Regions from separate parts of the Triticum aestivum genome. Here region 2 is linked to region 1. The links are chromatin contacts, called in public Hi-C maps. All regions are on one chromosome and are shown on one strand. Each heading gives the region's core, a stretch centred on a gene start, on an enhancer-like site or on the middle of the called end of the contact. The rest is flanking DNA. Distances are from core to core; before and after follow the strand shown.

The links. A called contact is a pair of places that touch in the nucleus more often than the background predicts.
Region 2: a Hi-C map of leaf shows a contact between it and region 1, with 4 times the contacts expected there. The contact joins the promoter of LOC123121393 here to the promoter of LOC123121392 in region 1. A contact is called at or near these places in 2 of 5 Hi-C or Micro-C datasets (both in leaf).

The regions. Positions count from the first base shown.
Region 1 is chr5D:309,828,763-309,832,947 of IWGSC CS RefSeq v2.1, reverse strand. LOC123121392 (CD2 antigen cytoplasmic tail-binding protein 2) reads right to left here and starts at 1,985. Exons shown (of 10, transcript XM_044541351.1): 1 at 1,756-1,985; 2 at 1,413-1,629; 3 at 41-166. The coding sequence starts at 1,844.
Region 2 is chr5D:310,133,785-310,137,969 of IWGSC CS RefSeq v2.1, reverse strand. LOC123121393 (ASC1-like protein 1) reads right to left here and starts at 2,492. Exons shown (of 6, transcript XM_044541352.1): 1 at 1,941-2,492. The coding sequence starts at 2,102.

The DNA.
Region 1 (4,185 bases), core at 736-3,235:
TGCGCAACATCCAAGACGATAAACATAAAATAGACCATACCTTCATATCGTTGCCTCTTGCAAACTCCACAAAATTCCCATTTTCATCAAAGTATCCTTCTTCCCTCTCTTGCTCCAAGTTAAAAGGTTCTATCTCAATACCATCATCGATAAAGTTGGCGTCGTCCTGTTGAACATCAAAGTCTGTGTTATCTGACAATGATAGCAAAGTGGTTAGCTTCAAACTTATGCCTAATAATCATACTATCAATGATACGCAGGGCAAAGTGTGGGTATAAATATATTGTCATGCTTAGAAGTCAAAATATTAAAAAGGCTAAGTAAAAGCCATGATCACAGGATTTTATACAACAGCCAAGCAATAGGAAAGAGCAGCTATGTAATATTTCAGTCGTAAGTTGAAAAGCATAGTAAAATAATCAAGTTCATTTTTTACCAAAACTATGTAAAAAAAACTGCATCCTTCCCTGCATAGAACGTGCTAAGATGTGAGCAATATGCATCGTAAGAAACACTAAGGGCACGTACAACGCGACGCTAAGGACGGACGTTGGGATCCTAATCTCGGATGTTTCACTCATTGGGAGAATTTTTCCTGGCGCCTGCTAGCTAGTGCCGCCAAGTCTGGCAGCAGGCGCTCTAGTTGACATGGGGCTGATTTTAAGTGAGGGGCTTAGCGCCCCATAACATCTCAGCGTTGGAAAGTCAGGCTCTTACGCAAACGCTAGGAAGTGTTTTTTTAATTTTTAATCCTTAAACATCTATACAAGCGCCTACGCAATGGAGATGCCCTAATCCTTTAACATAGGCCCACGGCTTCAACATGAACCAAATAAATGCCCAACTAATAATTTATGTAATCTAACCATAGATACTAAACCAATTGGTAGAGGCCTGGTCTATGCCACTAGTTTTTTCTGTTTGGTGTTTGCTCCTGTTTTTACATTATCACTAGATGTTTTGCTAGACCAGTGGCCACACATAAACGCAAACACCTTCTCTATTTTTATCTTTAATGCCCTCAGGACTGCAATTTTCCATCAGAAGCTTCACAAAAAATACAGATCATTCGGAGTTACTGGGCAATTTCACCAAGTTGGCATGTTACCAAATAATATCCATAATTGACATACTTTAATAGTATAATTGGTGGCAGCCATGCGAGAAAAATGCATTTAAAAGTAGCACGACAACACAGTATAGCATCAACTAGCCCCAATTCTGCCTAGACATCATCTGGGCAGTTATGCTGCGTCATATGGCCATATGGCAGCTTGTAAATTCCGACGAAACTTCATAGAAACTAGAAACTACAAGACTACAGTCACTTGCATAAGAATCCTAACTATCCAATCCACATAAGAAATCAAGCCCTCTGAAGAAACTCAAGGTCAGGAAATAGCACTGCATACCTTGTAGCGCATTTCGAAACCCTTGACGTTGGCGGTGCCCTGCGTGTCGTCCCCTTCCCTGCGGTGGCGCCGTCGCGCTCGCTTCACCGCCGCGAGCTCGGGGTTCATCAGCTCGTCGATGTCGTCCGCGGCGGCGCCCCCCTCCCCGCTGCTGCCAGCGGCAGCAGGGTCGCGGTACTTGGCCTTCTTCCCCTTGGGGAACCGCACCTTGCGGTCCCTTGACAGGAGAAAAGATGGAAAACATCAGCCGAACCGGAGCGCGAAACCCTAACGCGGGGTACCGGCGAGAACGGGAGAAAACGGATAGGGGTCAGGCCGGAGGGAGGGGGTTGGGTTGACTTACCCGAGAGCGGAGCGGTCATCGTCATCGTCCCCGGCGGCGGTCGCGGGCAGGGGGCGCTTGGTGCCGCGCTGCGGCGCCGTGGGATCCATAGGTCGGCGGCGACGGTGACGGCAGAGCGAAGGAAGAGACCAGAGCACGCTTGTATATTTGGGCCCTTGCCAGCTTTCTCTCTCGTGGGTTGATTTCAAATTGACCGAAGGAAGGGCTGGGCTGGGCGGAAGTTGATTTCAGATAGGCAAAGGATTGCTAACCAAGGTTGTAGGCCGGCCTTGTCACACGCCTTCCAGACGTCACGCAAGGCAAGAGCAACTAGTTAACTAACGAGCGCTCCTTCAAAGCCTCGCAACGTCAGCGCCACTTAACGCGCTCTCAGCCATTCGCCACGTGTCGCGCTCTGGACGCTCTCTTCAGATTTTGTTTTTATTATTTTTCGCACGCGTTTTCGGCTTTTTAAACGGTTTTTTTCCGGGTTTTTTTTTACGTTTTGGTTTTCTCCCGGTCTTCCTTAGCTTTTCGACCAAAAAACATTTTTCGAAAAAAAAAATTACGTGAAAAAACACGTTTTCTTTTTTTTTTCTTTCACGAAAAGTCACGGTTTTTCTTCCGCAAGAGGCACGGTTGTGCTTTAGCGAGAGTCACAGCCGTGCCTTTTGGAAAAAAAGCGTTTTCTGTTTTTTTCCTTTCGCGAGAGTCACGGTTTTACTTTCGCGAGAGGCACGGTTGTGCTTTCGCGAGAATCACGGCCGTGCCTCTCCGAAAGTGAAAAACAAAACGCGTTTTCTGTTTTTTTCTTTCGCGAGAGTCACGGTTTTGTTTCCGCGAGAGGCACGGTTGTGCTTTCGTGAGAGTCACGGCCGTGCCTCTCGGAAAGGGAAAAAATACGCGTTTTCTGTTTTTTTCTTTCGCGAGAGTCACGGTTTTGCTTTCGCCAAAGGTACGGTTGTGCTTTCGCGAGAGTCACGGGCGTGCCTCTTTCGGAAAGGGAAAAAACGTGTTTTCTGTTTTTTTTCTTCCATGAGAGTCACGATTTTGCTTTCACGATAGGCACGGTTGTGATTTCGCAAGAGGCACGCGCGTGCCTCTTTCAGAAAGGGAAAAAACCGTGCTCCCGGTTTGGTTTTTTCATCCGGTTTTTTTTCGTCCGTTTTTTCATGAAAAAAAAGTTCGTCAAAACCTATCAACATGGGATCTTGTTTTGAAGATCTCGACGCGAGGAATCCAATGGTGAAAACGGTTTGAGATTTGGATGCACGGTTTAAGAGATAAAACATTTTGAATAAACAGATCTACGAAAAAAGGGAGAACTCCCAGGTTGCGACAAGTGGCGCGCTGCATGTGCGACACTTGTCGTGACCTGGGAAGGTGGAGTGTTCTTTGCAACAAGTACTCCTTAATTAGTGATTTTGACGCAAAGCCCCGTTGCTGATTCTCAAAAAGCAAAAAAAAGAGGCCCGTTGCTGGCCTGACACATGGTACTTACAGAGAGCTGGACCTTTTTTTAGGGCTAGGGCGCTGGAGCTATATCTCGCTTATAGCAAGACGATAGCTCTTCTTGCTTGCAGTGCCCGCACATACTCTCTCTGTCCGATAAAGCTTGTCTCAAACTTGTTTCTTAAGTGCTAGATACATTCATTTGGGGGACAAACTTTTTCGGACGGAGGGGGTATGAACTAGCTTATTGCTTTCGCTCATTCCTTTCGATAGTTGCGTTTCGTAGCTATAGGTTGGTGGTTTTTTGTTGTATATAATGGTTCGGGTTGTCTGGTTTTTAGTTATTATTTTTTCTTTTTTGTGTTTTTATGAGTTTTTTGGTTTTCATTGTGTCCCATCTGTTTCTTGTTTTTCTTTGGGGTTTTCTTCTGTTTCTTTCTTGTTTTTTTCCTTTTTGTGTTTTTCTTTAAGGTTTTCATTGATTTTATTTGGTACACTATATTTTTGCTATTTCTTTGTCTTTTAGGTTTTTTCTTTTCTTATTTGTTTTTGTTGTTCTTTTCTTCTTTGATTTTATTTGTTTCTTTCATGTTTTCTTTTGGTTTTTTCTTCTTTTTTCCTACACATATGTACTTTTTCATATATATCAGGTATACAACAACAACAACAACAAGTCTTCAATCTCAAATAAGTTGGGGCACGCTATAGCTGAAACCCACAAGATTTCAAAACGAGAGAAGTCCACTTTTCAACCTTCAACTTGCTACTTGGTTTAATATTCAACCTCGAACTTTAAAACCAGTTACTATACACCCTAAACTTTCAATACCGTTCATAATTCAACCATGGGCGTGTGTAAAGCCGGTTTTCGCTGACGCATCTGGTTTTGACCGAGTTGACTTCGCCATCAACATAGCCATGTCACTCAGGGTCACACATGAGCCAAATTAACAGAGTGTCCAAGGGCTAAACTGCAAAATCACACTCCAACCAGCGTGT
Region 2 (4,185 bases), core at 1,243-3,742, 300 kb before region 1:
GACTCGTCGACTAGTCGACATGGTGAGTCGACCTTGCAGTTGCGTCTGCATCTCGGCCTCGCGTAACCTTTTGAATTTAACCCCCAACACAGGCGGCGCACGGCGTTGTGTAGTCTCGGTTGCGCGGTGCCTTCGATTGCGTCGACGGTGCAGTGCCGTGGTTTGGTCTGCTAGGTGATGCCCTTTGACTACGCCGGTGGCACACAGGTGCCGTGGCACCGTCTTGGCCTCACGTGACGCTTTGAATGTGCCCCACGACACAGGTGGTGTCGCTGCATTGTGCACTCGGATGTGCGGAGCCTTTTGAATGCGCCGACGGTGCAGTGTCGTGGTTTGCTCTCGGCTGGCCAATGTCGTTAGATTACATCCAGTGTTCAAGATATCGGTAACTAGTACCATATCGGCAAGGTGCTGAGTAGGGATTAATCGGCGAATCTGCCATTTAACTGAATTTACCGGTAACCCATATATCGGTAGGTTAGCTAGAGCCATATCTATATATCCTAGGCTAATAGCAACATGCAATGTACCAAGTGTCTAAATATGCAATCCTAGGCTACATAGCAACACGGAAAAGTGTTGCCTTGATGTTCTGATGATGTTGCAGCCAATCTGGAAGGCAATAGACCTGCACACCGAAAAGTAGGGAGGGAACAGGCCAGTTTCGGGCTAAAAAACGCGTAGCAGGCCAATGATTTGGCCTACCAGTTAATGGCTCGAATAGCATGTTCTCATATCGGGAAGGGTCCGAATAGCAGTTAACTGACCATATCGGCAGTTCACGGACCGATATTTGGAACAGTGATTACACCAGCGGTGTGTCAGGTACTAGTGGAAGAAGATAAGAGAGAAGATTGGAGGGCTAGGATGAGAGGAAGACATGATCTATGCCTATCTCTGTTTCCCCCTTTTGCTGCTTTTTCCTTTCCTTTACTTTCAAATTAAGCCCCTGTAATTCCCTAGCCTATATAAGGCCTTGTAACCTGAGAGAGGGGTATCGACCAAAAGTGCTCTGGTTCTTCAGTTCTTACTTTTTCCTTGATTTCTTGGTTCTATCCACTTCAATTCCCTGTCGATTCCTAGCGGGATCTGACACGGTGCTCATTGTTGTGTTTTCCCTCTTTGTTCTCCCTTACTATGTGTGCTGTCGGTGTGTGTTATTTTTTGCTCAATCTCTTCTCCCCTGTGCCTCCTGTTCACTTGGACCCTATCTTGCGATGGGCTGCAAAGCCTTGTTGTAGGGCAAATGAATTAAGGTGGGAACAGCCCCCCCCCCCCCCCCCCCCGGTTTGAAAATTCAAAAAAGTAAGAGCGGATAATATTTTGCAAATGTTAAGCTTCCAGTACATGTTCTATAATTTTCTAGATAAACTTGGATAGTAGCATGTCCCGCCTCACATCTGATTCACTAGCAATATAGCACAACAAATTTTACTCACATGCCATTTAACCAATAATATCAGTAGAACCCAAAGAATCACACACTTCACAGTATGAAGATGTTTAAAAGTACCGCCCTAAACAAGAGGGAAAACAAGTGGCATCTAAGAGCGTGTCAATGATTCGATTATTTTGTTAAAGAGAAGGCAACTTTCGAAAAAGCAGTCACGATGACCACAGCTTTATCGAGCCGAATCCAGCACAATCTCAATCAAAATGCAGTACATTATTGCTATGGTGCTGTATTTTCTAGTTTCTATTTGTTTTTCTGATTGACAATTTGATCCATAGTTACAGAGGCTCACATCAGAACATGCACAGTTACCGAAACTGTTATCCAGGCACATCAGTTTTATGAGAAAACTGATTCATCACTAGCAATACTGAAGCAAGAAACTCAAGGGGGAATGCTTATCCAGCAACTAACTGCAGCTTACCACGGGCATTCCGGATCCGATGAACCACTAAAAACCGAAGAGGGGAGCAGCCAGGCAGTTTACCTCGAAGACGAACCGGTCGAGGAGGAAGCGCAGGGCGGGAAAGAAGGCGACAAGGATGGGAAGCACGGCGTAGTCGCCGTACGCCGGGTAGGCCTCCGCCTCCCAGTCCACCGGCGTGGAGGACGAGTAGGATCTCGTGAAGAGCTCCACGAGCGCCGCCATTGCGGGTGGGAGATCCAAATCCAAGAACCTAACTCCCAGCTGGTTTCTTGGATCCGAGCACGGAAAGCGGACGCGCCGCCGATCCGAGAAGCCCACGAGCGCTCCCGAGCCGGGGAGGAGGACAGACGAGTCAACACGAAGCCGCCGCGATGCTAGATTCGGTGTGGGTGGAGCTGAGCAAGAAGTAGACGAGGAGGAGTACTAAATCTTCCGCCTTGGTGGTAACGGATTGCTGCTAGGAACGGGAGCGGATGCACTGGCGCCCTTTTCTGCGGGGGATTGGAGAATCCACTGGGGTTAGGTTGGGTTGGGTGGGGAGATGAGATCTGAGCGTCAGCTTTATAATTTAGTAGCGGCGTTATTGGTTACGAAGCAACCAGGCGGCGGGATCCCGTCTGTGACGGAAAAAGAAAGGGTACAAATCCCCTTTGTCTCCGGTCGACTGGTTCGTGCTGGGCATGTCTCCACGTGACCCCGATCGAGGGCATATCGGTATGGCTGGCTGGCTGGATTTCGTTGTCGCCAAAACTCGTCAAAATCTAGAGCTTTTCTTGGGAATTGAAATTTTAGAGCGCTGGCACATGGTGCTGTTCTGTGTGCCCGTGTCACGAAATTCAAATCCAGGGTTCTGTAAGCACGTCGTATTTGTGCAACCAAATCTGTCACTTTCGCCCGTCCATATGTAGATTGATTGATCTCGGTTTTTTTTATGTTATTGTAAAATGCACGCTTTTGTCAACTCATGGACTGTTTTCGTGGCCAAAAAGAAAGAAAGCTCACTCATACCTTGTTTAGTTTATATAAAAAGGAAAAGTCATTTTCATTATGCTCTCATGTTTTTTAACACAGTATAGACGCAAACACTTATATATACGCGCATACACTCATCTCTATACACTCAAGAGCACCTCCGAGAGACCGAGCCGATATATCATCTTGAAATTGACGGAATCACTAAAGGCAGCTGGTAGTCAACAAGAACGTCTCGTCCCAATGAATACACATCACTAAAATAAATACGAGCAACAGAACTATGCAACCACAGGTTGGTTTGTGTTATGTTCTCATGGTTGGAATGTACAATACCACTACAATGGTTGTGGGGTTGGTCCAATCAAGTAATTAAAGAATTAATTAATTACTCCTGCAATATTAGTCGCCCACGTAGTTAATATCGTGATAACTGTTGTATATTAGGAAGACAACGGCCGTGCCATTAACCACGTCAGTTAATCACGGCAAATTGAACACCAGACGTGCGCTGGGTCGTTGGATGTGAGCTCCACTGCATGCACAACGTACAAGGCGCATGTTGCGGTCTACAAATTTGGATATAATTTTATTTATTTATGATGTTCATTATACTAGCATGATTGAATATGTATAGGTTAAAAGTTCTTTTAAAAAATAAACTGCGGCCCTGAGAGATTTTATAACGCGCCTGGTTGGCTAATAGGTACTACTACCTCCGTTCCAGTTTACTGAGTATCCTCGTATTTTGGGTCAAAGTTTGATCATCTACAAAACTAACAAAATATAAATTATATTATACAAAAAGTATATTATTGGATTTGTATTTAAAAAGGCTTTCTCATAGTATAATTTTTATGAAATATAGTTTGAACTTTATTAGTTAAATTTATAGTCAAATTTTAGCCCAAAATAAGAGGGGGTCTAATAAACCTGAGCGAAGGTGGTATCACGATAGAAGATTTACATTATGAGAATTAATTCTTATTATTATTGCAACGTTGTGGTTCTCCCCACTAGGATACACGTCTGGCCGCCCTCCCTCCCCTTCGCCGCGCCGCGTGGCGGCATGGAGGGATCCCCAGATCTCGGCCGCCGGTCCTCCTCCCTCCTCATCCTCCCTTGCCGCTGCCAGGGGGCGCGGCCGGGCTAAGCCCGACTGGAGCCGGCGGCGGCGGGGCGGTGGCGTCCTCTCGCGGGTGGGCGACGCGGGTCGGCCTTTCCATGGCAGCGCGTGACGCGGGTGCTGGGCGTCGCGGTGCGGTGGCTCCCTAGTCCGACGACGTCACTCTGGTGCGGCAGTGGCGGGCTGGTGGCTGTTGCGTGTCGGGCA